3 separate regions of the Sus scrofa genome follow, and all the other regions are linked to region 3. Evidence: chromatin contacts called from public promoter capture Hi-C data. All regions are on one chromosome and are shown on one strand. The core of a region is the stretch at or near the end of the contact, and the rest is flanking DNA. Distances in the headings are between cores, read along the strand shown.

Region 1 (3,820 bases), core at 427-2,926, 280 kb before region 3:
AGCAGTGCCTGACCCCACCCCAGAAGCCACCTGCATGTATGAAGATCACAGCACTACTTCAGGAGGAAAAAAAAAAAAAAAATACCACCCTGAAGGCAAGACGAGCCTTGGTCGGGCATGAGGTGGGGCAAGGCGTGCCAGCCGCTTCCCTGGGTAATTCAAGCCAGCTCTGCCCGCAGAAATCTTCTAAATATTTAACATGCCACCTCTAGGTACAGCACAACACCCCCCACCACCACTCAGCAGGCAGCAACAGCTGTGGAGAGGCCCTCCTGGAATGAATGACTTGGGGGCTGAGAGGCACACACACTGTCTTTGAGAGGAAAAGTCCAGAACGGTGACCAGGAGACAATGCTGAGAATGACTTCAGAAGCCCTGCCTCTGACTGCTTCTTTGAAAATCAGGACAGAAGGGTAGGAGATGGAAGACGTTCCACAACGTGGGCAGTGATGCTGCACAATCAAGCAGAGTCGGGAGCCCCTCTTTCTTAGACAAAGAAAAAGCCCCAGTCGCACTCCCTGGCCCCTCTCCCCTGATCAGTTTCAGCCCGTCTCCCCTAGCAGGTGGCAAATCTGTCCCCACTCAGGCGAGAATGGCTTGGGAAGGAGAGGCACTGTAAGAGATGGCCCTGTCTCCCTCCAAAGGAGAACAAATCCAGGAGGGGAGGAGCTCTGCAAAGGTCTACTCAGCTCTGGGGCTTGGACAGAGCAAAACGCCCCCCACGCCCACCCGCAATGACTTCACACAGGCCTCGCCCCGGATGACTCTGCGCTCTCCCGCAACGCCTGGGAGATGTCATCCCCACGGTCAGGGTGGCCGTCTGTCACTCGGAAATTTCCCGTGAATTCCTGGAGATGCCTGTCCCTCTCTCTCCTTCAATCCCCATCCCCGTCAAAGGACTTAGATAAGGGGACGCGAGGCAGCTACCCCAAGATTCGCACATGTCCTCCTCCGCCCCTCTCGCCTTGCCGCTGTCAATTTAAGAAACCTAAAAAGGAGTATTTTTTTCGCCCCCTTAGGAGCCCCGCCTCCGGCTCTCCGCCCTTCTCGGCGCCGACCCCTCTAGGCAGAGCCCCAGGCTCTTCTGGGCTCCGTCGTTTTCACCTGACAAAAGCGCGGTGGCGGGGCGCGGCGACGGGCGACCCCAAACCAACATTTCCCCCCAAGGAGAGGGACGCTGGTCCCCGCGGCTCGCCCACTCGGGCCCTCGCGGCCGAGCGCACCCAGCGGGGGAACAAAGCGGCCCCCGGCGGAGCCCCGTGCGCCCCAGCCCTCGCTGCCTCCGCCCGCCGGTCCCCCGCTCCCGGGCCGGGCCCCGCAAGGCAGCAGCCGCGTCCTGCGCCGCCCGCTCGCCGGCGCCCTCGGCAGCTACTGTACCTGCTAAATTTAGCGGCCGCCGGGTATTAATAGCCGGAGCCACCAGGGCCGGCGCTGCAGGGGCGCGCGCAGCCCCGGGGGCCGGGGGCGGAGAAGGGGGTAAGGAAGGAAGGGACGCGGGGAAGAAGGCCACTTACACCACCAGCCTGGAGATGATCCATGCCACCATGGCGGGGGGCGAGCGGGCGGGCGCGGCCGGGCTCGGCTGCGGGCGGCTGCGGCGCTTCGGGCACGTCCGTCAGCGCACGGCCGCCGCCGCCAGACTGAACGCGCCCGCCGCCCTGCCCGGCGCTCGCGCGTCGGCGCAGCCGCGGCACGTTCCGGCGGCAGCGGCGGCGGCGGCCCCAGCCCCCCGGGGCACCGCGGGCCGGCGGCGATTGGGCAGCGAGCAGGTTGGGCACCGGCCGGCCCCGCCCCGCCCCGCTGGCCCCAGGCCCCCAGCTAAATTGGGGTGGTTCCTCTGCGCCCCCCGGCACATCCGCCGCTCACAGGGGACCCTGAGGTGGCCCAATTGGCAGGGCAGAGACCCGGGGGCTGCCCCATCCTCTGTGTTCCAGCGGGGAAACTGAGGACTGGCCCTTAGGAATTTGTCTCCACCTGTTCTGATGGGCATAGTCCCTCGCTGGATTCTGCACTAGCCTCATAAGGGATTTCTTGTATCCAGATCTGACCCCTCCAGAACTAACCCACAAGGCATTATCTGCATAAGAAACAAATCTGGGCCCGCGTCTCCCCTAGTTAAAATTCTGAAGGTCCCTACGTGACCTGATCCCTGCCTACACACAAGCTCTTTGCCACCTCCACGCCCCAAATATCCCTCTAGCCCTTTTCACTTTAAGCATTTGGGGCTTAGACAAGTGTCCCCTCTCCACTGTTCATACACTGTATTCCTAGCCTCCTTCTTCGAGGCTCAGATTTATTAACTAAGGAGAGCCCTTCCTAGAGGACTCCTCCAGCTTTTCTGTTTGGAAGTGTCTCAGGGGCATGATTTGGCCGGAAGGAAGCTAGAAGCTATAATTGTATAACGCTGGGGCCATTTTGGAGCCTTAGGCAAAAGGGGAAATGCGCACCTTCTACGTGGGTTTTTTTTTAAATTGCATTAAATATGATTTATCTTGATTACTGCATTTGTGGCACGCCCTTCAGTTTCACCACTGAGGAGAGTGCCTCACCCTCCTCACCCTAGCCCTGGCCTTTATTACATAAGGGCTGCCTGATATGTTGTTCCCTTGTTCTTGAAAAATCTTTTTCCACTCCTTCTGGCCTCAGCTGCCTCCTTCCTCACTGCCACCATGATGCCCTCTTAGAGCGCTATCCTCCTTTGCTGATGCTTATGTATAATTCAGTGTCAGATGCAAGAAGCACAGGAAAGAGCTAGCATGAAGCCTCCTTTAAAGAAACCCTGGCCAAGACAGCTAGCTTCCTGGGAGAGGCAAGGAGACCTCAGACCTTGCAGAAAGAGGCCGAGACTATATCTTCAGAGGAAGTAGAGAGATAGTTTGTGATACAAGTGGAAGAAAGACCTTGCCCACAATAAGGACACTGCAGTTGAGACATAACCTATGAGTGGTCTCCAAAGAACCTATAAAATCCCTGTAATTCAGTTTTGTTTCTCTCTCTTTTTTTTTAATGCTGTCTTGACCAGTTTTGAGGCCCAGGCTAGGGAGCAGTCAGTTCCCCTTCGTACACAGCCCCTTAAGTTCACACCCCACCAACTGCCTTATCAGGAGCTCACACAGGCCACCATATACCCAGCTTATCACCCCAGGGCCAGTTATCAGACAGCTGGGGACAGCTCCTCTGCCCTCAAGCCCACTAAATTACTCAAATTAGCCAATCCTGAACCTGCCTATCCTCCCTTGCTTTTTCCTTCCCCTAAACTGTAGTTCCCCTCTGCCCCTTTGCCTTGTTTACCCCTGTGTTGACAGTGTTTACCAGGCATGCTGTGTTTACTTGGCTTGTTTACCACCCAGGGAGCTGTGATTGTAGCAGAACTGTAACACTTGCTGCTTTCTTTCTCTTGATCTGTTGTTCAGCCTCACCATAACTTCCTCAAGGTAAGATGGTTAAAATGATACCCCACAGACAGAACCTTGGGATACCTAGGCAGATCTGGACAGTACCAAGCAAATAGGATGCTTCTAAGACCTCCCCCACCCCCAGGTCCAAAATGCTGTTAGTGATGGTGGGAGGGAAGCAAGGCGAGGTGGCGGGGGTGCGGGGGGGGTTTTCAAAGAAATCCTTTTGGTGGGAAATGAGAGAAGCTGATCCCATGCCATTTCTCTCTGGAGATGCCCCCTTATTCTTATAAATGGAATCCTCAGGTTTGACTACTGCACACACCTGGACATTTAAATGAATGAAGTGAGACTATTCATGGAATTAAAATGTCTGGAGGGAGTTCCCATTGTGGCTCAGTGGTTAGCGAACCCAACTAGCATCC
Region 2 (4,035 bases), core at 822-3,321, 410 kb before region 3:
AGTTTTGACCAGTTTTCTTCTAATTTCCTAAATGGAATCCCATTAAGTTTTTAGAAAATATTTTGATAAAGGCAAGGAAGGAAAAAGTAATTTTGGACTTTACTGCAGACAGTGACAATGTAACCTGAGGGCAAAATAATGAAGAGAGTGCCATGAAAGGAGGGCTCCAGAGACAAACTTCTACAGTCCCGCCCCAAAAGGCAGCTCTGCATCCTGCCCCCTCCTAGCCCAACTGGGGCATCACAACAGGGCCAGACTCTCATATGGCCGCCATGATCTCTGCCCCCTGCAGTTAAGCCCATGATCCGAGGTTGTATGGCAAAAGGAGTATCAGAGATATAATTCAGGTTACTAATCAGATGACCTGAATTTAATCAGAAGGGGGTGATCCAGGTGGGCCTGGCCTAATCCTATAAACCCTTTAAATCTGGGTCTGAGGGGGAGTTCCCATCGTGGCTCAGTGGAAAGAAATCTAACTAGTATCCATGAGGACGCAGGTTCGATGCCGGGCCTTGCTCAGTGGGTTAAGGATCCAGTGTTACCATGATCTGTGGTGTAGGTTGCAGATGCAGCTTGCTGCAGCTCCGAATTAAACCCACTTAAACCCCGGAGGTGTGGGGTGGGAGGGAACAAAGACTTGAGCCCTACAACCACAACAAACTACAATTCTGCCAACAAACTACAAGAGCTTGGAAGAGAACCCTTAGCTCCAAATGAGAACCACAGTGGGGACAATACCATAGCAGAGAACCCCATTCATGTCCAGAAACGGTTTTGTTTTAAGCTGCTCAATATGTGGCATTTGTTATATAGCAATAGAAAACCAACACACACCCCACTTTCCTATGGAAGAGGCTGCTTCTCTTACCCTTAAAATGAAAGGGAAATAAGAAAACTTGAAAGAAAAAATTAAGTTTGATTTTTATGATTTCTAACTCACTATGTCTAGGGATTTTGCTCAATTGCATGAGTCACAGTACCTGTTTTGCAACATCACATTTTGCCAAAATACCAATTTTCTTTAATTGTGAGCAGTGGGAATAGGTTTACCTTTTTTATTTTTAATTTTAGCAAATTACTTTGACAATCATGCAGAAATAAAAGGAACTGGGTTTCTAACCTCCTTGAATGTGTGCCAAAGTTGTCCCAGCACCTGGAGACACAGGCTAATCTCAGAAATGAGCACAAGGTCATGTCGCCTAACCTTCCTTGAGCACCAAGAGTTCGAGCTCCATAAACTACAACCTTTCATTTTTGTTCAGAGAACGAAGAGCTCAAGAGGTGTTCTCAGCTACAAAAAGAAGGGCAATCCCTCCTCCGTGATAATTACAACCTTGACCCCTAAAACGCGGACTCCAGCAGTCCAAGAACGGCCTTACTAAGATGCAATAAGACAAGGCTGTGCGTATCCTGCTGGGAAGTGTAGTTTTTCCCTGTCGACCTTCAACCACCGACTGTGCGAAACCTATCACGCGCCCAACCGGCGACCCGAGCGCCAGTAGCCTCGATTGGTCCTAGACTGGGGCAGCGCAGGGCTGATTGGATGGCACGTCCCCTAGGCCGTGCCTCCCGTCCTATGCCCGCCTCCCCGCCACCTTCTCCTCATGCCCCATCCCGCTCAGCAATAACCCTCAAGTCATCCCAGTCTGGCAAACTCCCGAATTAACTGCTTCACGGGCCCACCCGACACTCTCGCGATAAAGGCGGCCCTGAGACACGCCTTTGTCCCCGGGCCTAGGCAGAGACAAAGCCTCCCCCACTTTCAGTAGGTTGCCCGTCACCACACACTCTCTTCCGGCGCCCTGATCCTTACCTGGGCGGTGGAGGTCACGCCGGATAAATGACAGGCCCGCAGCATCTCGGCGCGGCGGACGGCGCTGCGGGTCTAAGTGAGAGCAGGGGCGGCGGCGGCGCGAGAAGGGGAGACCGTGCGCGCGCGCAAGCGTGCTTGCGTCCGTGCCGCCTGTCCGCGCCCTGCGTACCGGAAGGGCAGCCACCGCCACTGCGCATGCGCAACCTCCTGTTGCCCCTGTCCAAGCCCCTCCGAGAGGCTGGGCTCTGTCGGGACGGAAAGGGCGCTTTCTCTTTCCGGGTTGCGCTTCGGGTTCTGGTCTGTAGCGGGAAGCCCAGGGTACTAGGTGAACTGAACCGGTTGGAGGACGTCGGAAACTGGGGCTTCGGTTCCTGCGAAAACTGAGCAGGTGTGATTCTTCGGAGAATTCTAGCAGGAAAGTGGCTCAGCCTTTTCCGTCGGCTGGATATTTCGTAGAAAGGAATGGATTTGCCCAAAGTTACGTAAACGACGGTAGTGTCTCGGTTTCCGCGTTTGTTTTGTTTGACAGTCCTTCAGGGAGTCATGCTTTTGAGAGGCTGGGTGAGAGAACACTGAGGAGACCTTTGTGCAAAATTATTTGTTCATGTATCTAATAAATAGCAGAGAAGGGATAGGGACCCTGATTCTTCAGGTTCCACAGTCTCTACTCCTTCCATATTAAACCACACTGCTTTCTCCACCAAGTTTGTATTTTAAAAAGATAATTTTGGCCACAATCTGTGAGATGAAGTCAGTGCAGAAACACTGTTCAAAGCATTCCACCGATTCTGTAATCACGGAAACATATGTTAAATATTGAACACTATTCAATACTATTAGTACTAGTAATGATCTTATCACAATATCATAGAAACTAAATAACTTATCTATTGCGTGTGTAAGGTACTTCAAGTCTTAACTAGATAGTTCATTGTAGTTCTCCCTAGCGGTAGACAACGCTACTGAATCCCATTTGTAAAGAAGTGACTTTGAAAATTATCTAAGGAGTTCCCGTTGGGGCGCAGCGGAAACGAATCCAACTAGGAACCATGAGGTTGCGGGTTCAATTCCTGGCCTCAGTGGGTTCAGGATCCGGCGTTGCTGTGAGCTGCGGTGTAGATCACAGACTGGGATCTGGCGTTGGTATGGCTCTGGTAGCTACAGCTCCCATTAGACCCTTAGCCTGGGAACCTCCATATGCCACCAATGCAGCCCTAAAAGTCCAAAAAACAGAAAAATAAAATTATCTAAAATCAAATGATTACTTATGTTTGTATAGGTTTACTGCTTTTCCGAATAATTTTGTAATTACATTATACTTGATATTTCACATTGCCATCACTTAGCCTCAAGAGCAGTCGCCCACTTTTTTTTTTTTTTAGTAATTTTAACAATTAAACGGCAGCCCTGCCAGCCCATCCCTGCCCACTGCTCTCATGCTAGCTGACGCCAGTGTGATGACTTTTCTAACACCTTGGCCATAAACCTCTCAATGTCAATGAACATCTCCTCCAGCCATGTATGGCACAGCGTTGGGCCTCAATATCATTAGCAACTTTTCCATCTTCAAGATTTCAAACTCCAAAATTAATTTCTATAGTTTTTGTCATTTAATAAAGTCCTTAATCCCCATCTTCATGTGCAATTTATGACTTTTTTTTTTTTTGCTTTAAAATGGACTGTCCTCAGGAGTTGCTGTCATGGCTCAGTGGTTAATGAATCTCACTAGCATCCTTGAGGATGCAGGTTTGATCCCTGGTCTTGCTCAGTGGGTTAAGGATTCGGCGTTGCCATTAGCTGAGGTGTAGGTTGAAGATGTGGCTCAGATCACACGTTGCTGTGGCTGTGGCGTAGGCTGGTGGCTACAGCTCTGATTCGCCCCCTAGCCTGGGAACTTCCATATGCAGCTCTAAAAAGCAGAAGAAAAAAAAAAGAATCTGACTAGTATCCGTGAGGATGCAGTTTCAATCCCTGGCCTCACTCAATGGGCTGAAGGATTCAGCGTTGCCACGCTGTGGTGTAGATCCTAGACTCGGCTGGATTTGGTGTTGCTGTGGCTGTGACATAGGCTGGCAGCTGCAGCTCTGATTGGACCCCTAGCCCCATATGGTGCAGGTGTGGCCCTAAAAAAAAAAAAAAAAAAAAAAAAAAATTTAAACAATGCCACTCTTCTCACTAATTTTTTGAAATAGTTATTTTTCATAAAAATATGTTTGTATTAA
Region 3 (3,565 bases), core at 463-2,962:
ATCTAAACAAAGTTATACTCTGTCCAGGGATGAAAAAAATTGGGCATATTTCTCACCCAATCCTACACCAAAATCAAGTTACTGAAAATGCATTCAAGATGTTGTTTCTCTTAGCTCTATTTCAATTCTATTTCTCCACTCATTTAAGTTGATGTGGCAGTGCCTGTGACACAGAAGGGAAAAAAGTTTACTTTCAAGATACAAGGATTTTTTTAAAAATCCAGACAAAAATATAAATAAGCTCTTTCAAAACAAACAAAACAAGGTAGGCATTCACAAAAAATATTCACCTTATTTTCTCCAAATTAGCTCTCCAAGTATGAAAAGATAATACCGTACGGTGTACCCTTTCTCTATATTTAAACTCATTTAAAAAATTTAAATCTCAGAAAATTTTTTTTTCTATTTCTTTAATTTTGCATTGATAATGAGCTATGGATTTTCATCAAACTTACTGTGACAAACATTTCATGCCACCAAGTCATTAGGCAATACACCTTAAACTTGTACAGTGCTGTACATCAATTATATCTCAATAAAACTGGAAAAAAGAAATAAAAATTAAATCTTAGGCCTAAATGCCTCTTTGATATTAAATATTCCAATGATGATTTTCCCTTTGGGTAACTTGCTATTACTATGGTGACCAATGCTGCTATCTACAGACAACGTTTGAAGGTTTTGCCTTTCCTTTATATTTATGAATTTCGAGCGACAAATAATGCTTTCCAGTTTGTAATCGACATTTCGGAATTTTGAGAAAATCACTCAACTTAGTAAACAATGCTAAGAAGCTGCACTTTAAACTGTTGTTTTAAAATAACCTTAAAAAGAAACACCAACACCCCTACAACGTAATTGTAGCCTCCTTCTCAAAACTGCGATTTATATTTTTGGGGTAGAAATCCTGGACAAAGAAAATCTGGTCGGCTCTGGAAGTGGTCTGCACAACCCTTCCAGGTACGGCCTCATTCTTGGGGACTACCAGGTACCAGGAAGGGGACCCTCGGGGGGCCGATACTCGCCTGACTTTTCCACCAGTTCCCGGACGTCCTTCTTCTCGGGCAACCCCGAGTATCCCAATCCCCGGCACTCCAGAATGGTCTTCAGCTTCTTGAAGCTCAGTGCCACCGGATCCACCAGCTGGGTGGCAAAGATGCCAGTTTCATACCACACAATGGCTTCAAAAAACCTGGCCAGGACGAAAAGGACCAAAAAATAGAGGAGCAGGAAAAAAAGCTTCAGCCACATCTTTCCCTGCTTTCTCTCTTTGCAGAGAGCTCAGAAATCGAAGAGAAGAGTAGAGAGGGGAGTGTGTATTTACAGCAGCCTGGGCGAGGGCCCCCGGTCGGCGTGTGGTCCGGCGCCCGCCGCCGTCACTGTGGGGCCATGCCCGGCGGGAGGCAGGTGGATCGGCGATTCGTGCGGGGGAGAGGAAAGGACGAGGAGGGGCAGAGACGCAGAGCCTCCCTCGGGGCCTTCCAATCAAGAGGAGAGAAAAATAAATGGAAAAAAATTAAAAAAAAAAAAAAAAAAAAGCCCATGAATTAAACACCGAAAGGACAGAGGTGCAGGGAGAGCCCGCGGGGAAGAACCAGCTTGAGGGCCGTTTCCCTCGGCGCGGGGCGCTAACCGAGGTGGCGGGGTCCGCCTTTCAGCACCGTAATCTCAAGAGGATTAGGGGAAAAGCCAAAAAAAAAAAAAAAAAAAAAAAAAACCCACCACCAGACCCACAAAAGAAGCGGAGGCCGGGCAGCAGGCCGGGGCCGGCGGGGCAGCGGGCCCGGGAGGCGGTTGGGTCTAGCCAGGCCAAGGCCGGGCTCCCGCGGCGGCGGTCAGGAGGGCGCGGCACTCGGCCAGGGCAGGCCCGGGGCCCAGCGCGGGGAGGAGCGGCCGCTGCAGCGCCGCGCCCAGCGCCCAGGCCCCAGGCCCCGCCGGCCGCCCAGGCTCCGCGAGAAGCGCGGTGGGCACGGCGGCGGCGATGGCTCCAGGCTCGCTCCGGCCGGCGGGCGGCGCCTTTCAGGCGGGCGGGCACTGGGGCCCGGCCCGGGAGGGGGCGTCACAGTCTGCAGAGGGAAATGGTGCGCGCGGGGCGATGTCCCGGAGGAAAAAAAGCAAAAAATAGGCCCGAGACTGCTCCCTGGGGCGGCTATCCGGCTGCCTCCCGATCACGCAGCGTTCGCTCCGCTAAAGCTGGGCGGCGCGGACCTCCGCAGCCGTCCCCGACGCCCCCGCCCCCTCGTGAGGCCGCGGCCGTCGCCTCCGGAGCAGAGAACCTGCGGCGGCCGCGGCCTGAGCCGAGACATAACAAGTGACGTAGGCTGAGGGGCGGGGCATGGGGAGAGGCCGGGGCGGGGCCATGAGGGCGCCCACGGGTGGGTGGGGGGAGGAGTCCAGGCGAAGAGTTTCGCCAAGACTGGGGCTTGGAAAGCTGTACAGAGCTGCAATCTTGACGCGACTCCTAAAGGCTCCAGTGGCTTACCCTCTCCCTTTCCTTTTGCCCTGCAGATGTTTGGTAATTGGTTTTGTCTGAGGATTGGACTTTGGATAGTGTCGCTTTGTGTATATTTTGTAAAAATTGGTCAGTTAATTATCCTCTTAAAATGGGTAAAAACAGAGTACGTTTATGCTAGGTCCTGGTGAACTGGGGAAATTTTGGCACCATTGCGTTTGAGGGATAGGAGGTAAAACACAGAAAACAATGATTTTCTGTCGCTAGGTGAGAATGTAGTAATTTGTGCCTGTGTGTGTTGGAGGAGACATTGCCAAAAGGAAAGGTAGAACTAGGCTCAGTGGTCCCTGCCCCTAACAGCTTCCCCTCTCCTTCCCCCCCCCCCCCGCCCCAGCTGTTTCAGTCTCAGGGGTGTTACAAGCCAGATATTGCAGCACAGGGTTCCCAGGACAAAGGTTGCTGAATGTGGATATGTCCCAATGCAAAGTTTAATTGCGTTTTCTTTGGTTACCCATCCTGAGTGTGGAGCGGCCAGCAAGAGGAACATAAAAATGAGTAAAATGGACGGGCACGCAGTACTCGGCTCTGTATTTTTTCAACGTCAGTAGAGCATACTCCTGTTAATCTCTGTGCCAGTCTGGAGGGAGAAGGGGGCCACATGCACAAAATAAACAAGGCTAGCTTCTAGCAGCCCCCTTGATGACGAGGAAAAAGACTCAGAAATTACAAGAGAAACGTTAGCCATTGTGCCAAGTTGTCAAATGTCCTGAACTAGGGGTGAAAGCTGTAGGAAGAGTGGGGGTGTGATCCTCAGTTTTGGAGCAAAGGGGAAATCGAAAGCGAAGAATGGACCGTGAGAATGTAGCCTCAGAATGGTACCCCTTTAAAATAAAGCAAACAAAGGCATTTCATTGTCCAGCTAGCGGAGGAGGACTTAGAGGGCCAGGCGAGGGGGCAGGGAGAAAGAATCAGGAGGAGGTGTAGGAATGTACAACCAGCTCTTGGTCTCTGCTCCTGTGTTTTAATTGGCTGAAATGTGGCTGTATCCATGGTTGGCAGATCAACGTGGGAGAGTGGATTAATCGGTTCATTCTAACACATTTGTTTCTGAAA

Evidence for each region. Promoter capture Hi-C pulls out the DNA fragments that hold promoters and counts their contacts.
Region 1: a contact with region 3 is called in a promoter capture Hi-C map of fetal liver, with 3 times the contacts expected there. The contact joins the promoter of REEP1 here to the promoter of RNF103 in region 3. A contact is called at or near these places in 1 of 5 promoter capture datasets (fetal liver) and 1 of 2 datasets of contacts at active chromatin or transcription factors (alveolar macrophages).
Region 2: a contact with region 3 is called in a promoter capture Hi-C map of liver, with 4 times the contacts expected there. The contact joins the promoter of MRPL35 here to the promoter of RNF103 in region 3. A contact is called at or near these places in 2 of 5 promoter capture datasets (fetal liver and liver) and 1 of 2 datasets of contacts at active chromatin or transcription factors (alveolar macrophages).

What each region holds. Positions count from the first base shown.
Region 1 is chr3:58,434,182-58,438,001 of Sscrofa11.1, reverse strand. It overlaps REEP1 (receptor expression-enhancing protein 1), which reads right to left and starts at 1,676. Exons shown (of 12, transcript XR_002342544.1): 1 at 1,515-1,676.
Region 2 is chr3:58,573,146-58,577,180 of Sscrofa11.1, reverse strand. MRPL35 (39S ribosomal protein L35, mitochondrial) reads left to right here and starts at 2,071. Exons shown (of 5, transcript XM_003124936.4): 1 at 2,071-2,201. It overlaps IMMT (MICOS complex subunit MIC60), which reads right to left and starts at 2,006. Exons shown (of 13, transcript XM_021087287.1): 1 at 1,814-2,006. The coding sequence starts at 1,858.
Region 3 is chr3:58,159,234-58,162,798 of Sscrofa11.1, reverse strand. RNF103 (E3 ubiquitin-protein ligase RNF103) reads right to left here and starts at 1,712. Exons shown (of 4, transcript XM_005662399.3): 1 at 1,026-1,712. The coding sequence starts at 1,251.